2 separate regions of the Zea mays genome follow, and region 2 is linked to region 1. A link is a contact called in public Hi-C data. All regions are on one chromosome and are shown on one strand. Each heading gives the region's core, a stretch centred on a gene start, on an enhancer-like site or on the middle of the called end of the contact. The rest is flanking DNA. Distances are from core to core; before and after follow the strand shown. Region 1 holds the start of LOC103626584 (cyclin-T1-1). Region 2 holds the start of LOC100282706 (proteasome subunit alpha type 1).

What was found. Hi-C and Micro-C count contacts between places; a contact is called where the count stands out from the background.
Region 2: a contact with region 1 is called in a Hi-C map of ear, with 4 times the contacts expected there. The contact joins the promoter of LOC100282706 here to the promoter of LOC103626584 in region 1. A contact is called at or near these places in 7 of 25 Hi-C or Micro-C datasets (bundle sheath, ear, leaf and 3 more).

What each region holds. Positions count from the first base shown.
Region 1 is chr5:77,976,509-77,981,713 of Zm-B73-REFERENCE-NAM-5.0, reverse strand. LOC103626584 (cyclin-T1-1) reads left to right here and starts at 3,808. Exons shown (of 6, transcript XM_008646994.4): 1 at 3,808-4,294. The coding sequence starts at 4,104. LOC103626585 (a long non-coding RNA gene) reads left to right here. Exons shown (of 3, transcript XR_553014.4): 1 at 1-91; 2 at 219-282; 3 at 374-508.
Region 2 is chr5:78,292,776-78,297,649 of Zm-B73-REFERENCE-NAM-5.0, reverse strand. It overlaps LOC100282706 (proteasome subunit alpha type 1), which reads right to left and starts at 2,824. Exons shown (of 2, transcript NM_001155613.1): 1 at 2,311-2,824. The coding sequence starts at 2,661. It also overlaps the pseudogene LOC103628294.

The DNA of each region.
Region 1 (5,205 bases), core at 2,559-5,058:
TATTATTGCAGGGATTGCAAAGTTCATGGAATTATGTTGTTCAGGAAGCTATAATTGTTATCAAAGACATCTTCAGACGCTACCCTAACACGTGAGTTGCTTCTCAATTAATTTGTTGTATATTTTTGGACTATCAATCTATAAGAACTCCATTTCTGTTCTGCACAAGAAATGGTGTGTGTATATGATAACTGTTTTGTTCTCACTGAATTTTACAGGTATGAGTCTATCATTGCTACGCTTTGTGAAAGTCTGGACACTTTAGATGAACCAGAGGCTAAGGTCTTAGTCAATGCACATACCTTAGTAATCTATTGTATTTTTGTTTAGATGCTTAATTTTTTTATTCACTTACGTGTCTTAATTTTTCTAGGCATCCATGATTTGGATAATTGGAGAATATGCTGAAAGAATTGACAATGGCTAAGGATTGTATTATGGTCACACATTTTTGTTTTTTATGATTGGATATTCCAGCAGTAGCTAATGGAGAAGTTAAAGATGTCATCTGACGCCCGTTTCCTGTTTTTTGTCCATAGAGTTCAGTTTACAAACACAGTAGTGATTTTAGCTACAATTGATGCATTCAAAAAAGCTGATGTGTACCTTTTGATTTCTTATTTGGTCCGAAGGTTAAAACTTCTTTTGGAAGTTTTCATTTTCCTTTAGCCTATTAGATAAAATTTACAGCTTATTTCTATGTTTTTTTGTTAGTTTAGGCACAAAAGGAGTTGTACCTTTTCAATGCTTATATTGTAGCCACATTATTTTCTTATGCTCATTTTTATACATTTGCAAACTTGGAGACCTTCCGTTGATTCAGGAACTTAACAAGGTAGATGAAGGAATAAGGACTACATCAACATGGGTGAAATAATAAAGTTAATTGTGCATTAACTCAAAGGCAGCACAACACTTTTTGTTGGTTGACTGCATATAATAATCTCGCTTATCAGTTAAAATTGTGAATTTGCAGGGTATTTTTTTGGGTCGCTATCAAACATGTCAAGAATGAGTAATGTTGCAGATCTGCTCATGGATAGCTAGAACATGTCCATCAATTCTGCTCTTTAATTCTAATCTAATGGATATCACAAAATCTTGGGGACTTTTTTTTTCTCCATCAGTATGATAGCTAGAACATCTTCGACAGTTTTGTTGTCTTCATCAAAACACAGTTTTGTTGTCTTCATCAAAACAAGGTTACTTTCAATCTCTTTTCCCCCACTCTTCCTCAATCATCATTTTTTTCATTGCCTGATCTGGATACTTTCCCGTGCAAAGTCTGATCAAGGTCATTTCATCTAGGTAGTTTTGCAAGTCCTTGGAATTAATTACAATCTCCCCCTAAGAATAGTATCTGTGTTGGACTGTCTAAAGTCCCCTCAGAATGGTATTGTGTAAAGCTTGTTAGAAAACAGGGTTGTGCCAGTGACCCAGGTTACAAAAGGCAAGCAAATGTCATGTAGAATCTTGATTTTCTCAACTCATGATCTTGCAGAACCAATCAAACAGTACAAATTTATCTATTCCCCAGCTTCACTGGCCATTTTGCCGAGATTGAAAATGCTAAATAGTAAATACAAAGCAAGGCATCTGTTTTAAGTGAACCGAAGAGGTCATGGGTTTACATCAGAATGACCGGATATTAATTTGTGTCACATACTCAATTGTCAGTTGTGGGGGAGGGTGGTGGTCATGTTTTTGGGGTTATATGAGAGCGCAGAAAAGGTCACTGTGCCGGTGCTATATGCCTTATTAGGATTTATTAGGAGTACCACCGTGTTGAAACCTCTGCAGTTGTTGCATTGCAGCTGGGAGCTCTTCCTTGGTACTTATGGTTGAATCTGTTTCCCATTTCGTAGCTCAATGAATCCGTTTTTTTGCCGAATGTGCATCCTATAAATGTATTGATATGTCTTCTGGGCTCTAGCCACTGACTTTCTATTCCCACTGATGGAGCAGGTGACCCTGTTTTGGTCGTGCCTGCTGTTGTTTGGTGCCATCGAGTTCTTCAAGTGGACGCAGCTCCTCTCGACATGGAGAGGAGTGGCATTCACTGCCGTAGGGATGGCACTTGTGACGGGGTCATGCACGTCTTCATCATGTTCTCCCAGGCTGAGCGGTCGAGCTCAGCCTAGGCGGCACGGAACCGGGTCAAGAAGGAATGAAAATGGAGGGTGGAGATGTGATTCTGGGCTCTATTTATGGGCAGCTTTCAAAATGACTTGATTCATATTAATGTATACAACACCAAATTCCAGACATTGATATGCTCTGAAATAGGATGCTCTGCTCCTCTTGTATTTGTGTGCAGGAAAGAATTTTAGGGAGTTCATTTTTGCCCCCCTCTTTTGGGCAGAGGAACTGTAGGACATGAACTTGATGTTGGTACATTTGCCCTGTAGACATTGTGGAAGCCTTTCAGTAGTTCATTTATCAGTAAAGCTTGCATCTTTGGTCCATGTAGTTGTGCACCTTGTCTGTCACTCATCACAACGTTGTTGTGTTCTAACTGTTCTGTGATGAAAAGCAAGGGATACATTATGCTCTAGAAAGCAATAGAAATGTTTTGCGATTCATCACTTTAAGCCTCGGACTCCTAGCCCTGGCTACTGTTCGACTTTGAGGAAGAGCTATACCAAAATCCTGTTTGAATTCATGGACATTGGTTTTTTTAAGACAACAACTCTTGGCCACAAGATTGTCAAAACCAAAGAATTCCTTAACACGAGCATGAGAAGTCTGGATGAACACAGTGGGTTTCACCGCAAGTTGAAGCATTTTGCAGAGCAGTGCCAAATTGATGTTTCTTTGTTGCAAGAGGAAGAAAAGAAAATTCGGTCCTTGGTCAGGGGCACTGTTGATTATTTCCATGGGAGTACAGGGAAGGAGGAGGGCCTGCCGTTAGGATTAGTTGAAGTTCCAGTTTGATCATAGGCACCTAGGTCGATGCCTTTAGTAAGATGTAAGCAATCTGTCTTCTAGCCAGGTTGAGCAAGGCTTAGCTGCAGTGTATCAGTGTGGTACAGCTGATGTATTTATACTGTACAATCTAATGAGACTGTACTGATTAGAGCTATCAGAACCTGCACAAATATTTCACAATAAACTCTTAGGTTATATATTGCTCGAGACTTGTGAATATTTTGTTATTGCTTCCTGGTTCAAATCCATGATGCATGGTACACGCGCGTAATTATGACTTCTCATACAAGACGGGACGTCAAGACTCCGGTCTTTTTGGAGACATCATAACCTATTTGTTTAGTTTTAATCCATTCTGGTTTGTACTAATTATACAGTGCTTTATCCTAATTGTATCCGTGAACCGTGACAATTTATTTTGTTCAGAAAACCGTAGCGAAGCACGGGCATTTGACTAGTTTTTTTTGAAGAATAGAAGAGCAGTTGGAACAAGAAAATCACTATTCTTTACTGATATCGGTTTTGGATTGGTTTACACAATATTTTGGAGTTTCTCTTATCCGCTAAACTGTATCCGCAAAAATCGCGACGCCTGGCACGTCGAGCTGCCTCCGTGAGGTCCGCCAACTAAAACGCGTGCCTGCCGCAAGCCCGCAACAACCAGATGCATATGTTCCCCCCAAAAATCCAATCCAACATGGCATCGGGTGGTATCCGTCCGTCCCCAAGCTGGGCCCACGCGCCATAGACAGTATACACGCACGTGCCGCTGTGGAGGCGAACCTCCAACGAACCGCACCGGCATCCCGAGCCGTACGCTACGCGTCCGCGAGTCCGCGACTCTCTCTCCGCGTGGCGCAGCCGCCAAGTCAGGTCTCCTCCGCCCCGCCGCCTCTCTAGACGTTCCGTTCGTTAGCCCACCCGGACGAGACGACGAACGAGAGCCCCATCCCATCCGGTTCCGCTTCGGCGCGTCCCTCTGTTGCCTTGCCCTTGCCGCCAACCAACACCCCCGACCCCGAGAGCCGAGCCCCTCTTGCTTGGCCCTCAAGCTTTCGGTGCGTCACCCGCCGCCAACCCTCGACGAGACTCCGATTCTCTTTTCCCCTAGGCCAAGGTCTGGCCTTCCGGTCTTTCTTCACGCCGTTTGTGCGGTGCGGTGGCGATCGTCCGCGATGGGCGCCGCGCGGGGAGAGGAGGACGGGGAGGGGCGCTGCGGCGAGCGGTGCCCGTCGTGGTACGTGAGCCGGGAGGAGATCGAGAGCGGCTCGCCGTCGCGGCGGGACGGCGTCAGCGCGGCCAAGGAGGCCGAGCTCCGGGCCACCTACTGCTCCTTCATCCGCGACGTGTGCATCAGACTCCGACTGTGAGTGATCGATTGAGCTCTCCTCTCTCCCCCGCGGTTTCGTCTCTGGTTGATTTCAATCTGCTACTTGTGGTGTTATGGTGGTTTAGATGAGATACTCCATAATTATGCCAACAACAGCCTCATTGCATTGCCCTCGATCGCGGTTTCGTCTCTGGTTGATTTCAATTTGCTACTTGTAGTGGTATGGTAGTTTAGATGAGATACTCCATAATTATGCCAACGACAGCCTCATTGTATTGCCGTTGATCGCGGTTTCGTCTCTGGTTGATTTCAATCTGCTACTTGTAGTGGTGTGGTAGTTTAGATGAGATTATAGATGTCCAAACAGTGCGGGCTGCCCGTTTGGCCCGTGGCACGACACGAATTTAGCCCGGTCCAAACACGGCCCGGCACGACCCGTTTAGCGGGCCGGGTATGGACAGATTTGGTGGCCCGCGTGCTTTGGCCCGGCCCGACCCGATAAATGAGTCGGCCCGAAGACGGCCCGCATATTTATGTAAATACTAAATATATAAATACATTTAATTCTCTCATAATATGTAAATACTAAATACGCGACAAAACATATATAAAATGTATACATAAATATAAAATGCATACATAAATATTTTGTTGTCTTAATATATGTAAATAATATGTTATTATATATGATTAATTCTGTTAAATATATGTATTTATATACCGCTCTACTGTTGGTTCGGGCCAGTGCCCGGCCCGGCCCGGTCCGTTGAGGCCCACCGGGTCAACGGGCCGGCCCGACACGATTTTTCCCTGGGCGTGCCGGGTTTGGGCATGTCTCTAGGCACGTGGGCCAGCCCGACCCGGCCCGAAGCATCAACGGGCCGTGCCTGGCCCGGCACTATTCGTACCGGGCCGAAACGGGTTCGGGCCGGGTCCGTGCCGGGTGG
Region 2 (4,874 bases), core at 1,575-4,074, 320 kb before region 1:
TGTTTGTACAAAGGACGTGCAAAACCATCTGGTGAAATGACCAAAATAAAAGTACGGTACGGCTATCAAGTACGATGATATGAATATATGATAGTTAATAGCAATTAGCAACCCAATTGGAGAATCCTGTTACAAACTGCAGATGTGATACTTGGCACAACTTCACATTAACAATAGTTAAGACGGATACAGTTTTTTTCCTGAGATATAGCTCTGCTGGGTAAACTACACTTCAGCTATAACATGCTTGCCTTAGATAATTATGTGGCTCATTTACTTTTGATGATAAGCTTTACTTGGTCCTTAGAATTGTTCTAGTAACCAGTGTTTTTAAAGCGTAAGGCGAGGCGAGGCAAGGCGTTGGACTGCCGCCTGGACACTTAGGCGGCGCCTAGGCGAGCAAGGCGGGCAAGGCGCCTAGGATTTCTGCGTTGGCCCACCGCCTGGACGCCTAGGCGACGCCTTAAAAACACTGCTAGTAACACATGAATCAGACAGAATTAGATTTTATCTTCCACAAGAGACACTTGTCATTGAGGGGTAATGCTGTGCAAAACATTGTTTCACACTGTATATGGTTGTGCAAAACATTGTTTGTACTGTAGACAACACTATTTACAGGGTAGAGTTTGAAATTGAAGGTGAGATAGGAGACCTGCTGGAGATAGCCTAACCCAATTCAGCTCTCCTTTGAGGTCAGATTTTCATGGCGGTACAACCTAGTCGTCCTTAGAAAGCTAGTTTCATTAGGATATTCCAAATGCCCAGCCGCTACCCTAACCCTAAGATCCAAATGTATACCAGTATGGAAGCACCCAACTCCAAGTCAATACTATCTCTCATGTAGCAGCTTTATTTAAGCTTAAGGGAGTGAAATTATAAATCATAAAAAAACAGTATTACTTCGAAAGAAACATCAGAAAGATTTTGCTAGCTGCTGATATTTCCAGGTCATGGGCTCATCGAAACATAGAAAGCATTCACAGCTTACAAGGCTCTGGTCTTTATTCATTAACAGGGCAACATAGTTAAACACGTCCAAGAGACTGTTTATAAGCTATGAATGAACTGCATCTATTATATACAAGAAAAATATAAACAGCACATGGCAGAAATTCACTCGTTATAACAAAGTTCAATGATATGGCAAATGACTTAAAGTGCAATTACATCTAAACAGGAAACACAAGCAAATTCAGTGTAGTTTGTAATTTGTGGATAAATGCAAAAGGATGGCAAGGAAAATCAAGAACAAGTAAAAGATAACAGACAGCATGCACATAAATAGCTACTGGTGCAATTGGATTCGTCTCTACAAAGGCAACACGTCAATGCCATTATCACACACATATATAACAAAGTAAAACCTATTTTTGAAAATACACATACAATTTGACAAAAAGGGATTAGATAGAAAACCATAACAGATCCTAGACAAACGTAAACTTCTTCCAAGCATTAAAGAGTAACAATGGAAGAATAACAAGAAGAAATTGAGGAACAGCTCCTGCTTGATTCAGGTAAACCAAATATAACAAATTATCAATTCACTGTCAAAACCATGATTCTTAATCCTTGAATCATCTTCCAGTAATTGTAACTAGTATTTAGCTTCTTTTGTGCTTTTCTTGGTTGAGCTATATTTTCGCCAGTTTGTTGCACTTGCACGACATATAAATTAGCTAGTTTATGTGCTATATCCGAATCAACTTTGCTGAATTTCTGATATGATTTAACTAAGGGAGAAAAGAAGGTGTAACCGAGGTATCATGTTCAATTGTCCATCAATTAAAAACCTACCAAGTTTCTCTAAGTTCAACTTAGTGTCAGTGTTCCACAAGTAGCTGTAACACCAAAATAGCAAACTCAACAACATTTGCAAAGCCTAATACTACCACACATGGTTGGTGTCTGCGGTTAGATGTAAACATCTCAACCTGAAATTCTAAACACATAAGCTTTTCTAACATATAAAATGTTAAGTACATCATGTGAAGATTAGGAGAGAGAAGTTCAGACTTGAGACTTTTGGAGGGCTGAGAACAGTGAGGACCAAGAACAAGCCAGTAGGAAAACTGTATTGCCATAAAGTTCTAATAAATCGCATCCGCAGAACACCCTAACGCCATAACTTTAATCACAGATCGGAGAAACAATCACCTCACTGAAGCACAGATCCCGACTCGTACAGCGACTCAAACCATGCAAATCCTAAGGTTCACTCTTCCGGTCTCCCCGCGGGCTCGTAAGAGATGAGATCGGGATCACGGGAGGGAGGGGAGTCTGGGATGCGCATGGAGACGTACGGACCTGCGCCTTGTCGGCGAGCTTGAGCGCGAGCCTGGAGACGGGGAGCGGCGCCTCGTAGACGAAGGAGTGGTTGATGCACTCGTTGCGGAGGAAACGCGAGAGAACGCGGCCGTCGGCGGTGAGGCCGGCGAGAGCGACCCCGGCGTGGTCAGCGACGCGGAACACCTTCCGCTGGTAGGAGGAGAGCTCGGAGGCGGGCTTGTTGACGGCGGCTAGGACGGCGTGGGTGCTCGACCGGAGCCCGACGCAGGCGGAGCCCTGCTTGACGGCCTCCATGGCGTACTCCACCTGGAACAGCCGCCCCTGGGGGCTCCATGTCGTCACGTCGGTGTCGTACTGGTTCCGGAACATCTTCGAGGCTCCCTCTCCTCCGTCAACCTGCTCGATTCGACGGTCCCCGAGTGCGCCGGCGGGCAGGTGTAGGGTTTGGGGATCTCTTGGGGCTCGCGTGCGATTTTGGTGGCAGCGGTGAGAGCGTCGGGCCTTCTTCTTCTCCAAGATGGGGAAGAAAAATGAAAAGGGTGGGCCCCGCGTGGCAGTTGGAGGAAGAAAGGACTTTGCGGCTGGGAGACGGGCTTCTTTTCTTTTCCTTCGGAAAAATGATGTTTAATTATATGGGCCGTTTAAGCCGCTGGAATTTGATCGAGCATAATTGTGGTAATTGTGGTATGGACCTCAAAGGCCCACGAGAAAACGAACAGTAGTTCTGAAGGAGCGGACAAGGGCAAACCCGTGCGGGAGCGGGAGTTCTCACCCAAGTTATTGCTCCTTATCCACCGGGTATTACTATCTCATACTCATACCCACGACATAAAAATAACCTCACTGGGTCACCTATATGCACTGGTGGGTATGGATTTACCCCATACCTATACCCATGTGGGTATGGGTCACCCATTGGGTCACCCGTACCCACAAAAATTAAACATCTATCAAAATATTATACTATACAAATATCAAGTATATCCATATAAATATCATTACAAAATTTTCTAACATCATTTAACCATCTATTCAACACACCAAAGATAATTGGATAAAATAGTAACACTAGGATAGTACTACATAGCACATTACATGTTCCATTACATGGTCATTAAATTGTCGTTAAGCCTTCTATGACAGTATGGTCTAAAAGGTTGTTAAATAGTAAAAAAGATGGATGACTAAAGTCCAAGTTCATGCTTGGGCTAAGTTTATATTGGGTATTTTATACCCACGGGTTAACGGGTATGGGTGAAGGTGGAACGTTCTAATACCCGTTTACCCATTGGGTGAAGATTTTTGCCCAATAACAGACCCACGGGTAGAATATTTAGCCCACATATATACCCTAATGGAGTAAATACCCATCGGATATCGAGTCGCGGGTACCCATTGCCATCTGTAGAAGTAGAGATGACAATGTGTAAACCTATATATATATAAAGCGTTCACTAAAAAATTCATACCTATAATAGATATGAATTTTTGTTCAAACCCATGATTATATTGGTTTAAGCTACCCAACATGTTTTCCCATACACACTAGCATCAACATAAAAATGATTTATCATGTAAATGATAGTCAATCTATACTACTTATTAAGAACACAAGAGTAGCCTGCCTCCCTTGCGTTCTGCCATTAGACAATCTCAGCCGTCCGTTCTATCCTTCTCTGATCTAAACCGTCCGATCCCACACAACAGTCCCACTCCTCGATCCTGCCCACCAACCCCGAAGCCATTGCGCCCCGAAGCCATCGCGCAACCGCCCCGCTCGCGAGGTGCCCCCTCCCTCCCTCGAACATGAGCTCGTGCTGCCATTATACTCGTGTGCGAATTTGACCTCACTGTCGGAACGCAGCGAGGACCACACGAGAGCCGCCTGGGCGCAGCTGGCGAGCGGCTCGACGCGGCCTGCGTCGGTGACGAGCGGGAGGGGCCTGGCGGCGCGGGGGTCGGCGTCGTCGATGGCGCTGAGATTGCGCACCCACACCGGCCGCTCCTTGGCGTCCTCCCACAGTGCCCGCGCGTTCACCACGAAGCCGGACCACTCCAGCCTGCTAGCCATCAGTATGTCGCGGTCTCCTGCGAGACGCGGTAGCCCACCAGGTTCCCTTCCACGTCGCACGACGGCGCCTGTAGGAAGGACTCGCTGGCGCCGTCATCCTTGCCCAGGATGCCGACGGGCACGGCGCACACGGTGGTCACCTTCTGCGCTTCGTCGAACAGCTCGGTGCGGAGGATGCGGTTCTCGTCGGTAAACACCACGATGTCGTCCATCCGCTTCGTCCGAATCACCTTGTTGCATTATTAAGGAGTGAGAGATGATGGGCCGGTGGAGAGGGAGGTGTGTGTGAGATGAGATCCCTCCCATCTCGCGATTGGAGCTTGCGTACGCGCCTGAGGGCGTGGATTCGCAGGCGCGGTGGAGTCGCCAGGACCGATGATGTGTAGGAAGTCGAGGTTGGAGCGGGAGAGCACCGCAGCGACGACGTCTGTGCGGTGGCCCGGCTCGACGACGATCCACACGAGCCAAGCGTCAACGAGGCAGAGGGTGTGCGCCAAAGACGTGAGCGACG